Linked DNA regions of Zea mays: region 2 is linked to region 1. A link is a contact called in public Hi-C data. All regions are on one chromosome and are shown on one strand. Each heading gives the region's core, a stretch centred on a gene start, on an enhancer-like site or on the middle of the called end of the contact. The rest is flanking DNA. Distances are from core to core; before and after follow the strand shown.

Region 1 (6,360 bases), core at 1,037-3,536:
TCTTGGTCAAACTACTCATCGACAACCCCTCTTTATAGTACGGCTAAAAAGAGAATAAAAGACCTAACTAAATCGCGAGTGTCCACATCTCCTTGACACTCGGACTCCGTAGACCTTTGCCTTTTGTTTCGTCGTTTTAGCCGTCGCTTCGAGTTCTTATCTTCGGGATTGTTTTCACCGTTGTAGTACTTCTACCTGTTATGCGACCTGACTTACCATTTGTCTCTGCAAAACACAAGTTAGCCACATATAATATTACGTTGTCATTAATCACTAAAACCAACCAGGGGCCTAGATGCTTTCAAGTTCTAATGTTCTCCTTCACCTACCCCTTCATGCACAGAGCAAGGTGGGAAGTGGTGAAAGATAATAGTGAGAGATGTTCTTTATAAGATTATATATGATATCAAGGGACGTTTGATCTAGAATGGATGGTCATTTTAATATATGCATCATATGCACTAAAATCTTGTATGCACCTGATATGTTCGCTATTGTTACACACTGCCAATTCCTCTAGCTAAACTCAACTAAAAAATGAGGAAGCGACAGTTTATAGGTTTGCAGTAGGCCAGCAGTTTATAGCTAAACTCAACTAAAATCTTGTATACATTTGATATGTTCGCCAGTGTAGGTCCATAATAGTGCTATACATTTACCGAGTCGAAGCCACAGGGCAAACAAGCCTTTAGATGGCTCTGGAGCTAAACTCTAGAAACTCCAGCTAACTTTCTAGCTAAACATCAAAACTCTCCTCTAATTCTTCCGGGATCCCGGGTCACCAAATCAACCCTAAGGAGCTGCCAACTCCACGGAGCCGTAGTATAATTGAGGGTGGAGTTTTGAAGCACCTCATTTGCAACTCCAAAACGTCAAAATATAAATCTGGACGTGGAGATGATAAATAATTAACCACCAATACAACTGGTTGCACAAAAATAACATTTCGCTTTGATCTATTCTTTCCTTCCCAGCACCCTCCGTATACCTCTGGACTACCATCGTCGCTCTCTTTCCCACGCTCGACAGCCCCTTGACCAAGGCTGGCATCCCGCCGTCGACTGTCGGAGCTCTCGTCGTCAATTGCAGCGGGTTCTACCCGGCCCCATGGCTCGCCGCCATCATCGCCAGCCGCTACCGCTTGCGTGCCGACACCAAGACAGTCAACCTCTCTGGCATGACTGCACTGCAGGCGTTGTTGGCGTGAGCGTCGCGAGGAGACTCCTACTGACGCACGCCGCTATCTCATACGCCGTCATCGTCAGCACCGAGATCTTCATCGTCGGGTGGTACAACGGCAAGGATGAAGGCAAGCTGATCCTCAACTACTACTGGTCAGGTGCTGCTCGTGGGGAAGAGAGAGGAAGAGATGGATAAATATTACGAGCAACGAGGCAAAGAATTGCACTCGCGGTGGCATTCTATTCTTCCAGATGAAAGAGGCCACAACGACTTCCTTCCTGTCAGGGCGTTTCAGGAGGTCGTATAGCGCAGAGACATCCTGAACTTCCCATTTCTGTTGGCCAGGCTACATATTCTCGAGTCTGTTAACTCAGTCAATGTGAGGTTGCTGATTATGGCTTACACTTCCTGAAGCTCCCCCTGTGCCCGTGTGCGACAACCGCGTCACAAGAGTGAAGCCACTGTTCTTCACGTCGTGGACGACACTCGTCTGCTTGTTAATGCAGTGAGTTGATAGAGTTTGACTTGTTTGGCATGTAATTGGTGGAACATAGCATCAAAACATGGACACAGAGTAGTCCCAAACACCCTGTTAAACCCTTATTTATGTATGATATCTTAGTCCCTATAAATAAAGTAATTTCTAAAATTGTTGTAAGTTAAAATTTAAGTTTAATTAAATTGTAGAAAAAATGTTTATATTTACGATAGCACATTAGTATAATTAAAAACATGATAAACTAAATTTCTCTAATGTATTCATTCGATGTCATAAACATTGTTAATATAAATTTGGTCAATATAAAAAAATAACTTAAGATAAATTCTAAGAATTAATTTACTTAGAAATAGAGGGACGCTTCAGCATATTGTATTTGGTGGCTGACCAAGGTCGTTATTTGAAAGAAATCTAATAAAAATAAACCTATAAATATATATAGGTCAGGGTCAACGAACATAGATCGAGAGTCGAAGACATCAAGCCTGTTTTATATGACCGCATGACCCATTCTGTTCATCTAGAGTAAAAAAAACAGTAACCTGTGCTGACGACCCCAACCATAACGGAAATCGTTATTTTTTTTTACCTGGTCTCCATTGACCGGGAGACATCATCACGGTCACGGCAGCACTAAACATCCAGCGGTTTAGCAGCCAGCAGCCATGGTCAAACCAGAGGCCCTGTCGCCGTACGTGGCGTATAAAAGCTCGCGTATGGCCCCGCCTCTTCGCGACTTCGCCTCACAAGCCACAAGCTAGCGATCCAAAAATATTTCTCGCGCAATCGAAGTGAGTTCATAGAGCCATATTCAGAACCTCAACGCAGCGTTCGCTTTTGGATTTGATCTGGAAGCACAGCCTCGCTCAAGGCAAGAAAGACGGTGTTACGTACTGTTGCCGCCATGGAGCCGGGGATGGAGGCGGCGCTGATCAAGGTCGGGATGTTCGTGCTGGTGCAGGCGCTGGTGTACCTCATCCTGTCGCAGTCCTCCACCGTGTTCTCGCGCACCAAGAGCCTCGGCCTCCGCCCCGCGCGGTCGCTCAGCGCGCGCCGCATGCTCGCGCTGCTCTCCGACCTGCCGCTCAACGCCGGGGAGCCCTCGCCCGTCGCCGCCTTCGCCCGGACGCGGTCCGCGTTGTCGCCCATGCTCGCCGCGGCCCAACGGAAGCAGGACTGAGGTCGCCGGCCGTTAAGCAAGCTCTCTCTCTCTATTTCTAGTATTCTTTTATTTGTTTGATCGATCCATATGTATATCAGTATATGTATCGGTTTGGCTTGGTTGTATTCAAGTACAGCTTCAAAATTTCATGGGAGTTTGATTTGCGCATCTCACTGCATGCTGCCTGTGCTGCAAGCCTGTATCTGCATCGTTTTTTATATGGGCTTTTTTACAAGCGTGCCTTTAGTCTAGGTACTTTGCTCATTTCTAACCCCGTTCAAATCCATTTTTATATGGGAGATTGACGAGGCTAAAATTCTCTCTGTTCAAATTGACCTCCATACGGGCTCTGCAGTCGGCTGACGAAACCTTCAGACAGCACTCAGCACGGACGGCGGCTCGAGCATATTTTTACGCAAACGTAGATGCAAGCAAATTGAGATCAAGACACACCTAGCTCTAGCTCTTAAGCTTCAGTTCTACCCGTGTGTAGTATAAGAGTGCTTTAAGATTAAACAATTTGACGTCAACCTGCTGAAAAATTATATATTTTTCAGATTAAATTTCGAATATAAATCATGACCAACAACAAATAGTTTAGTTGTCTGTTCCAAAACAAGTAACCTAATAGGTTACCTAACATCATAATTATATAAATGCAGCACATCTTTACTATAACAGATAAACTGAAGTATGCAATCAAATCAGATATAATGCGTAGTAGACGACGCTGGTAGAAGCAGCAAGGTCGACAATGTCAAAGTAGCAGGGTCGACGACGTCGTAACAGTAGGATCGATGACAAGATCACGAGCAGTCGTGTGAGAACGCTTCCCAAAAATCTTATTCGCCCTCTCCCGATGCAGGACCTCGAAGTCGATGGGTTTCGGAGACCCGCTCTCCTGATCGCAGATACACATAGGTGGTCGGGATGAAGAGAACTACGATGACGACGTATCTGTGAGCAGACGCGAAAACCTAACTTTTGTAGATATAAGTTTGGCGCGGGCTACCAGGCGCCTGAAAGGATCACGATGCCCAAGAGGGGGGGTGAATTGGGCTTTTCTAAAAATCAACACTAATTAAAACCTAAGCAAGAGCTAAACAAGAGCCCAACTTCACCCCAACAACTAGCACTAAGAATATAATACTAGAAATGTAACAAAGCTAAGATAATACTTCAAATACTTGCTAAGCAAATACACAATGTAAAGTGCTTGAATTAAGTGCGGAATGTAAAGCAAAGTTTAGAAGACTCCTCCAATTTTTCCCGAGGTATCGAAGAGTCGGCACTCTCCACTAGTCCTTGTTGGAGCACCCGCGCAAGGGTATCGCTCCCCCTTGGTCCTCGCAAGAACCAAGTGCTCACTACGAGATGATCCTTTGTCACTCCGGCGCGGTGGATCCCTCGAGACCGCTTACAAACTTGAGTCGGGTCACCAACAAGATCTTCACGGTGATCACCGAGCTCCCAACGCCACCAAGCCGTCTAGGTGATGCCGATCACCAAGAGTAACAAGCCATAGACTTTCACTTGACCAAGAGAAGCCTAATGCAAGTGGTGTGTGCTCTAGGTGGCTCTCACTAGCACTAATGAGGAACAAGCGCGGATTATGATTCTCTAATCTCCTCACTAGGCTCTTGGTGCTTCCAATGCTCTAGCAATGTGCTGGAATAAATGGGGAGTGCTAGACATTGAATATGGTGGGTGGAGGGGGTATAAATAGCCCTCACCCACCAACTAGCCGTTACAGGCAATTCACTGCGCGATGGCGCACCGGACAGTCCGGTGCGCCACCGGTGCGCCAACGGTCGTTTCCAACGGCTAGTTCTGACAGAGAGCCGTTGGACTCATGGCGCACCGGACAGTGAACAGTCCACTGTCCGGTGCACACCGGACAGTCCGGTGCGGTGTCCGGTGTGCCACTAAAATTCAACTCTGAAAACTGCGCTCTCGGGTTTCTGGGAAGGCGAAGCCTCTGCCGCGGACCAGCCAGGCCCCTCCTGGCAGAGGGTGCACCGGACAGTCCGGTGCACACCGGACAGTCCGGTGCCCCAAGGCCAGAAACACTAACTCTTGTTTTTCAGCTGATTTTCAAATCGGTTTTCGTTCTAACTTGAGTGTGAGTTCTAGAGTGACACCTAGCACTGTGTATGAGTGTGATTGTGCACCCATACTACACTAGAACTCTCTTGGTCAAACTACTCATCGACAACCCCTCTTTATAGTACGGCTAAAAGAGAATAAAAGACCTAACTAAATCGCGAGTGTCCACATCTCCTTGACACTCGGACTCCGTAGATCTTCACCTTTTTGTTTCGTCGTTTTAGCCGTCGCTTCGAGTTCTTATCTCCGGGATTGTTTTCACCGTTGTAGTACTTCTACCTGTCATGTGACCTAACTTACTGTTGGGGACTTGTTCTCAAATGCTAAGAATTAAGAACAAGGCAACACAAAAAATGTTAAGTGTTAAGGTCCTTCGTCCTCCATAACGATATATCCCTTCGGGATATAAAGCATCTCGGACGAAGGTTACAAAGGACATACCTTCGTAAACATAACAACGAAGAATGAAGCATTCACATAAATCATAGAATATGAAATAAACATTTAAATATTGTCATAGAATTATCTCTACTTGTATTAATGAATATAAATGACTTTGAATTACAAATGTACCTTTGATCCTGCGGAAGGCAAAAGTACAAGCGTGATGCGAAAGCAAATGACAGGTTCACGTGAACAGTACAGAGGTACTGTTCATCTATTTATAGGCACAGGTCGCAGCCTGTGACAAATTACAATTATGCCCCTTGCGAAAGTTTACAGCATTGACTCAGACCTATATGTATAAAAAGGTCATTCTATCTCTATGTCGGTTTAAAACGCCGAAGCTCCATGAAAAGGGACCTTCGGCCATCTCTTGGAGACGACTTCAGCCGAAGCTGCTTCTTCGTGTGAGACCTTCGGCGCACCGAAGCACGACCCCAACAGTAGCCCCTTTCGCGGTGCTAGATCGTTCTTCGTAACGAGCTTGACCCGTGAAAAAAGCCTCTTCAGCTTCGGGAAGCCGAAGGTCCAAAAAACACCTTCCCTGAGCTCGTTGCGGAGAAACGATCCGACTTCCGAGCGCGTGTCGGTCCCACCTTGCAGAGTTACTGTTTGATCCTTGCGGTCCACTGCGCAGCGGGTACAAGTTACTGCGCGCCTGGTGTAACAATTCCGCCGCTTCGCCTTCTTACCTGCAGCACTATATAAACTGACAAGTAGTTGTGAAGTTACCACAGCATTCATTGCTATTTGCACTGTTTTGCTGCCGAAATTTTCCATCATAGCCGAAGCTTAAGTCCCAAAATCGAACGAAGGTGCTTCTCAACGTCCGCTTCGTCAGAAAGAAGAGCTTCGGAGAAAAGAAAAAAGTAAAAAGTTTTTGACTTCCCAAACTTAGAATCAAATGGCGAGAATTCGATCTACTGCCAAAGTTGTACGTGAGGGAGACGAAGCCGAAGGTTCAGAC
Region 2 (7,310 bases), core at 3,859-6,358, 180 kb before region 1:
AATTTTCGGATCTGTATAAAATAGGAACCACAAGCATGTGCCTAGTGGTTGCCATAATTTGTCGATCTGCACAAAAAAGGAACTGCATGAATGTTGGATCGATATTTACACTCATAACTGCAAGTGTTTACGCTCAAAACCAAAGATTTTTACGCTCGAACATGGAGATCCGTCCACCGGTGAACCGCATTCCAGATATTTACACATGTACCGTATTACATAAATATCTACACTGTGTAGCATAATTAGTATCAACATATATCATAAACAGGTTCTAGCGAAACCAACTGCATGGTTGTTTGAGCGATCTTACATTTAAATAAGATTTTTTGTTTCCATGCATGCCAATACATTTGCTTTATCGCACATTACTGTCATTCTAAATTTGTGCGCATCGAGTAGGAAACAAAAATTTTACACTGCCTCCGATTTGCATAAACACATACACCGTGTAGCATAATTACTATCAGTATATATCATAAACTGGTTATAACGAGCATACTTGCATGACTGTTGGAGCGATCCTATATTTATGGAGCCATTTATTTTTTACGCGCATAGAGTGAAAATAAAAATGTCATCCAAAATTTGCGCACATGCAATGAAAACTCACACGATCTACCATAAAAATAGGATCTGCATGCAAGCGTCTGGGCATGTAGACGTGGTACAGCGTCTGGGCGAGGTTTTTATGCTATCGCTATGAACTATTTACGCTATTTCTATTAACGATTTACGCTATTTGCGAAAAAAATAGAACCGTAATTTATGGCTTGCGTCCCACGTGGGACTTCGATGTTTGACCGGAGGTTTGACTAACATGCGTGGGAAGGTTTGACCCAGTGCATGGTAGCAGGACGCTTCTGGCCGCACACACCTAGTCGTTGGGCGCGAACCAAAGGGTGGCTGGGAATTTCTGTAACTATTGAAAGCCTTGAACTCATAATATACCGACCCTATACACTTGTAAATCACACAATTTCCCTTTTTAAAATATAGAATACAACTCAAGGGACATGCATGATGTGTATAATCATGCAAAACATGTGTACATGAATGATGGAAGTGATGGCCATATGCATTTTCATGTCAAAGAACAACTCAAGGTATGGTTTCAACTAAATAGAGACATGTCATGTACACATAAAAGTGTGATGCAAAAGAAACAAACTATGAATAATTATGAAAAATAATATATTGATAACTAGAGTCTATAACGAAAGGATCTTATCCGATCCGACCAAATGGTCCACTCGAAGATAATGTAAAATATGGGAGGCAAGCAAGTGAAGAATATGTTAATAGTTAGCTACAAAATTTTTAGCAAAATTAGGTAGCTAACAAATACATAGCTAACTATTAACTAATTTGTTAAAGTAGCTAATAGTTGAACTATTAGCAAGACTGTTTAGATATCTTCAACTAATTTTAGCAGCTAAATATTAACTCTAGTGCATTTAAACACTCCCTAACATTTCAGATGAACAACTGCCGTAAAATGAGAATCTTTTTTTTTAAAGGATGGCATACTGACGATCATATCTTCATCCCCATATGTACATATATGTGTGTGACGATATTGTTAAGTTTCCAGGCCAAACCAACATCTCAGTTTCCTAAAAGAGCTACACACCGACGCTGCTGTAAAGCAAATATAGGTAGCAACAACCAGCACTGTACCAAACAAAAGCAACAAGGGAGCGTGGTTCCATTCCAGTACCCAGCAGGGTGCCCAACTAGTCACACGCACAAGCAGGCCATGCTTTCTCCTCGTACCTGAAGATTTCGCTGTATCTTGGAATGGAATTGCACTTTGTGTGAATGTATGATCCATACAGCCTTTTTGGCAACAAGATCGACATCAGCAGTGCCTAGCTACAAGGCAGGCCAGGTAATGACACAATGATAAAGGAGACATCAACCGGGCACATGAGGTGTACGCAGAACCGTTCCTCCTTTTCCTTCGTGCTCCATTTTCTCTGTCTCATTGGCAGAATCGAAACTAACACAGAGCGGCACTGCAGATATTGCATTATCCCTATCATGGCAGATGAAGAGCCTGCAGCTAGCATCTTGGAAAGATCCGAGTCTGATTTCCAGCTGTGGGATTATCGTATTATGTACTGACATCTGATAGATATCTGAAGTTCACCTAGATTTCGATGTGGAGAACATGACGGTGATGTAGGCAGTACGAAGGAATTTCTCAGATCCTGATTCCTGCAATTAAAATGTCTTGATGAGTTCTAGGAAAATGAAACTGGTGCTGAAAAACACCGCATTTGACCACAAGTAACACTAAAAGCCTTAGAAATGCGTCTTGTATTTACGGTCAAGTCATCGATAGATGAAAGTATATTATCGAACGTAATTTTACAACCTAAAGACCTGGATATATTGTCGTACAGAAAGTTCCACATACGAAAAATTGGGTGCTTTATGTGGGAATAATTATAAAAATTATGTATACATCAATAGAGCACTTCTAGCACAATCTGCAAAATGTAAAAATAACCATGGTAAGTTCACATCGGCTACAACAAATTTGAACACTAGTCAGGGAACTTCTAGCACAGTATGCAAATATGAGTCTGTCGTCGTGTTATAGGCAAAAGGATGATTGACAATTTCGTTGTAGTTGGCATGCCACTGTATTGCCTTATGTAACAGAAAGTGTGTGGTATAGATGCTGCTTCAAGGAACAGAACATCAAATTGCCTGAAAATGCAATACAAAAATACATTCAATGCACATTAACAGTCTGATTGCAACTTACTCAGTTTTGGAATTACATGTATCAAAAAGCATGGCAAGTGAAGCAGCCACTCAGGGAACTGATTTGGCCATTCTTGCTACGCTGTGCTCCCTTTTTTGCCTTCCTAGAGCCTTTTCCATCTTGGTTTGCTGTTACTGCATCAAGCTCATGCTCAAGCATCACCTGGGCTTTTCTCTGAGCAGACTTGAGGGTGTTCAAAATCTTATCCAGCGAAGATGATCCTTTCTTCTCCATCTTAATCTGATATTATAGATATAGAAGTGTGTGTACAATTCAGGGTTAACTAGATACATTAGATATAAATAAGATGTCCTGTAAACAATCCTACCATCAATTCAGTTAAAAATAGCGCAACACAGTTTGAAATAGAACAAAGAACATACCATTAACTTCTGAATTGCTGCCTCAGCTTTTGCTTTTTGAATACTTTCCCATGCAGTAATTTTTGTGTCCTCTCTACCAATCCTTATAATATTGTAGAGATTATCAGCTTTCACAATTTGTTGGTGTAAATATACACTGATGTTTAAAAAAAAACTCGAGAGATGGTTAAGGCTTGGACACATTTAGAACAGATAAGCATTACAGAAGATTTCATGACACATAAGGTAACAAGTATTAGGAAATTAGGCTTCAAGCAGCACAATAATTGAATATGTAGTGATCTGTGATCTCTTACTTGGATATGCACTTCGCTTCGGCAAAGCCCCAGGACAAAGATTTTGATTCCACAGCTTTTTCCTTCCACTCTATTATGTTTGTTGAATTCTTGTTAGGCAACCGTGTTACATTTTGCTTTGACCACCTAGTCAGAGTCACTCGATCATCCATCTGAACATCCCTGATATCAAGATCTGAGAAACAGCTCCCCCTCTCTTTCATTTGTTCCGTCGACAGGGAACGATTAAATGTTGGTCTATTGTTGGGTGAAGAGGACCTACTTAGCTCTGGGCTGGTCTGTGTTGCAACATCTTTCCTGGAAATTATACAGGCAATAGTTGAAGCTGAATCTTCTGTGATTTCAACCTGCTCGTCTGAACAAGGCAACAACAAAAAGGCAACGGGTCAAGATTTACTGACTTTTCAGTCTACAATATGATAACTTTCTATGAAGATCTGCTGCACAACTTAAGGTAAATAACTTCCGACTTGTTACTGAAAAAAAATGGTTTCATAACGCAATTCATGCCTTCTATGCTTCAACAAACATAGATGATAACTCAAACAAAGTGTTTTGTGCTTTGCTAATTACTACTAAACCAAATTTCAATACTAAACAATAGGCTAAAACTAAAAATAATGATGGATATGCACTCTGTGCACAAGAAACCATTTTTAAATACCTTGGATAGATTCTTGTGTGCTAGGCAATGAAGCAGATGATTCGACTGCAGAATCTAATCGCTTGCGAACTCTGGGAGTTCGAATAGGATGAGACCCACCATTCAGTGGACAAATTCTGACTCCTTCTCCAATGTTGATTTCGTCACCAATTGGTCTACCTGAATAGGCCCCATTTGTATTTTTTCCTCCACAAACATGTCCTGGCATTAGTACTCCTGCTGAAAAATGAGAATTTGATGTAATAGGTCCAACTCTCTCACTATCAAGCAATGACACCGAAGAAACAGATGAATACTGTCCACCAAGTCTTCCTGGAGGCCCCAGGGGGCCACTTTTAGACTTTGGCCTCCGACCATGAGCAACCGTAGTTCTTCCACGCATGTCGCTGGAATTGGGACTGAAGATCCACCTCTCTGCATCCTCCCATTTCGAGGGCAATGTCCTCCCATTGCTGTAAGAAAATGCCATGCTGCTTCCTGGGTATCTCCTACTTCCTTTAGAAGAATGCGGAACTCTCTCAGAGCTCCACCTTTTTTTGGAAACCCAACTCCGATAGCTCAGCGTCAAGGTCTACGAAACACGTCTGACCGGATGAGTAATGCTTCAAGTCCTTTGTTCATCAACCCCACACCACCAATCACGAAACTTGTAGAAAACGTGGCTCCGTGGAATTAACCCAGTGCTGCCGAGGTCAAGTAAGGCCGGGGCCGGCCGCTGTTTCGACCCCTTCCTACCATGCAAAAGAACAATAACCTCAGTGTGGTACCACTGGTTGGTTGTGGCATTCTTTCGAACAACATACAAGCATACAAAATGGGCAACTGCAACCCCGCACAATTCAACGGATTGCAAGACTCAAGATTAATACAGTACCTGGGGTAGTGGGGTGGGACGTCCTGCCGGATTCTTGGCCGGTTCTTGTACCTGAGCCGACTCCTCTTCCTTCACCCCGCACAGCAACTCCTCCGCTTCGTCGTCCTGCCGCTCGGCAAAGGCTGCAGAAGCTTAACAACACTAGCTCGTTTTAAAGGGCGGTCAGGTTGCTCTCAGATCGATTGAGACACTAGTAAGAATCCAAAACTGTGAGCTGGTTACAGCGTTGTGCTTACCACTGGAGGAGGAAGTAGCCAACCCATCTGTCTCCAGATCTGTGTCTGTGTCAGGCGCACGAACCCGGCCAAAGGCTGCATGCAACCACCATCATACAATCAGTGTTTAAAAAGCAGATCTCAGAAAGAGGGGGAGTGAAAGGTGAAGATAATCCAACGGCGCTCATTTTCTCGTGTCAGAAAAAAAAAAAGCACCCTCGTTTTTGTTGCTACAAGGGTCTAGGATGGTGACGGTGATGATGCCTATAGCTCAAGTCAAAAGAATTCGGGGCCATCCTACTTTGTCTACTTCGCTGATAACAAATTCTTGTGTACCATTCGCTTGCTCTCTGTGGAAGGGTTGCGGTCACCTGAGTGAGAGGCTAGGACAGGCCATACCGCCATAGGCAACCTAGATGGGCATCGGGGCGCCATGATGCTACTTTGAGTTATTTGGCATTATAATACCTCTGCCTTTTGTCTTCGCCAGTTTGGTACTCTGAACACATATCGCCACTTTGGTACTTCGAATGCATGGTTGTCTCTATTGACGTAACCGCGCCTGTGAAGACGTTGGACGCGATTACCGTGGACGCTCTTCCAATCTTGCCCCTGTTCCAGAATCTCCCATCTTCCAACCGTGGATGCCACAGTAAATTTCACACTTATATTTTTCTTCCAACCTTTTCCGCAGCTCCCTCAGACCCATGTTCAACTCCTTTAAGAGATGGACAACCTTTGATGCTACTCAAGCGCTAGTAAGGATCGTGGTTTTCCTTCTAGCACTGGAAGTACAAGTGTGTTCCTCAATTAAGACAGTCACCTGTAATAATTAACCTTAATTAGTAACAACATAAACAATATCCTATGTACAAACATCTTAGGCTTATTAGACTATACCATAACACTATTCCCAGATTGTTGCCTACATCCCACAATATGCCAAGGGCAACCTTCTCCTTTGCAATTACCAATAAATCGACTCAGATCAGTTTTATATATTTCTAGCTCAAACTCTTCATTGATCGCAAACTGTCTCACAGCTAGCCTAAAGTCACGCATGCTGGGGTACACTGTTCCAATATCCATACAAGGCTTGTCTGTGTCATGCAACATCACCCTCTCATCTGGAATTTCATCATCAACAGGGATGATTGCATCAATAGTTCCATTCTCGCAATCACCTCTATTGACATCACCCTCTTGCATCTTGAAAGCTTCACCCACCTTCTGAGCAGCTTCATCCTCAGCTCTCAACCCGATCAACTCATACATTCTGTCATCGTCAACAATTTCTATCCTACCTTCCTCATCTTGGCACTCAACAATTTGTAGTGCGTCCCAGTCAATACCAACCTTTGGGTGAGCACTAGGATGTACTACCATTGATAAGCTAGGTGGCAGCTCATCGTCAAAACTGAGAATAAAAAAATAAAAATGTAGAATCATACTACTCCACTCGATTTCTAGAAAAGTTAGTAAATGTAGAATCATACCCGTACATAGAATCATTCCAGCTGTAATCCATCTAGCCAACTGTTGGTGACCAATAATGTGATTTGTTTAAGTAATCCAAGAGCAAAACAATTTTGTAGTTGTGAATCATCTAGGCCCCTTAGTGATGTTTTGGTAATTAATGACAACTATTTGTGGACTAACAGTTCTTGGAGAAATAAGAACGCAGGTTGGACCACAGAGAAAAGAAAATCTTGGAGACTTATAAGCATTGGTTGTGGATCAAGTAAAGGCAAAGGTATACCATAGGTTTTTGTTTTTGCCGGTCTCCAGGAGTTTAGAGAAGACATTTGACCGGATTACTAGGCTAGATGGTTGTACTATTAAGAGGGGTCAATGACTTTGGTCTGTGTAAAACTTAGTGCCTCATAGAACATCTAGTGGTTGCATTTGCATGAGGTTTAACAGCGCTTCCAGTTTCGAGAGTTAAAAATCTTTTCGAAAGCGTGTTTGGAAAGTTGCTAAGTCATGGGGTTGGCGGACCGTCCGGGCCAAGTGGCCGGACCGTCTGTGATCCATCTAGAGGGGTCCGAAGTATGTTCACTTCAGACTGGTCCTGTTTGTTTGTATTGTGCACCGTCTGGGCC

What was found. A called contact is a pair of places that touch in the nucleus more often than the background predicts.
Region 2: a contact with region 1 is called in a Hi-C map of leaf, with 7 times the contacts expected there. The contact joins the promoter of LOC100279723 here to the enhancer-like site in region 1. A contact is called at or near these places in 8 of 25 Hi-C or Micro-C datasets (bundle sheath, ear, leaf and 1 more).

What each region holds. Positions count from the first base shown.
Region 1 is chr2:191,060,672-191,067,031 of Zm-B73-REFERENCE-NAM-5.0, reverse strand. No RefSeq gene overlaps it. Among protein-coding and RNA genes, the nearest start is that of LOC103647479, 19 kb to the left of the region's middle. Within about 2 kb of position 2,286, at least 7 of the 20 cell types and tissues checked have an H3K27ac peak or open chromatin away from gene starts, as enhancers often do. A contact at or near this core is called in bundle sheath, leaf and leaf mesophyll, where this site is marked.
Region 2 is chr2:191,244,846-191,252,155 of Zm-B73-REFERENCE-NAM-5.0, reverse strand. It overlaps LOC100279723 (Remorin family protein), which reads right to left and starts at 5,108. Exons shown (of 6, transcript NM_001152682.1): 1 at 4,994-5,108; 2 at 4,120-4,850; 3 at 3,456-3,810; 4 at 3,160-3,241; 5 at 2,777-3,016; 6 at 1,530-2,220. The coding sequence starts at 4,588. The coding sequence ends at 2,798.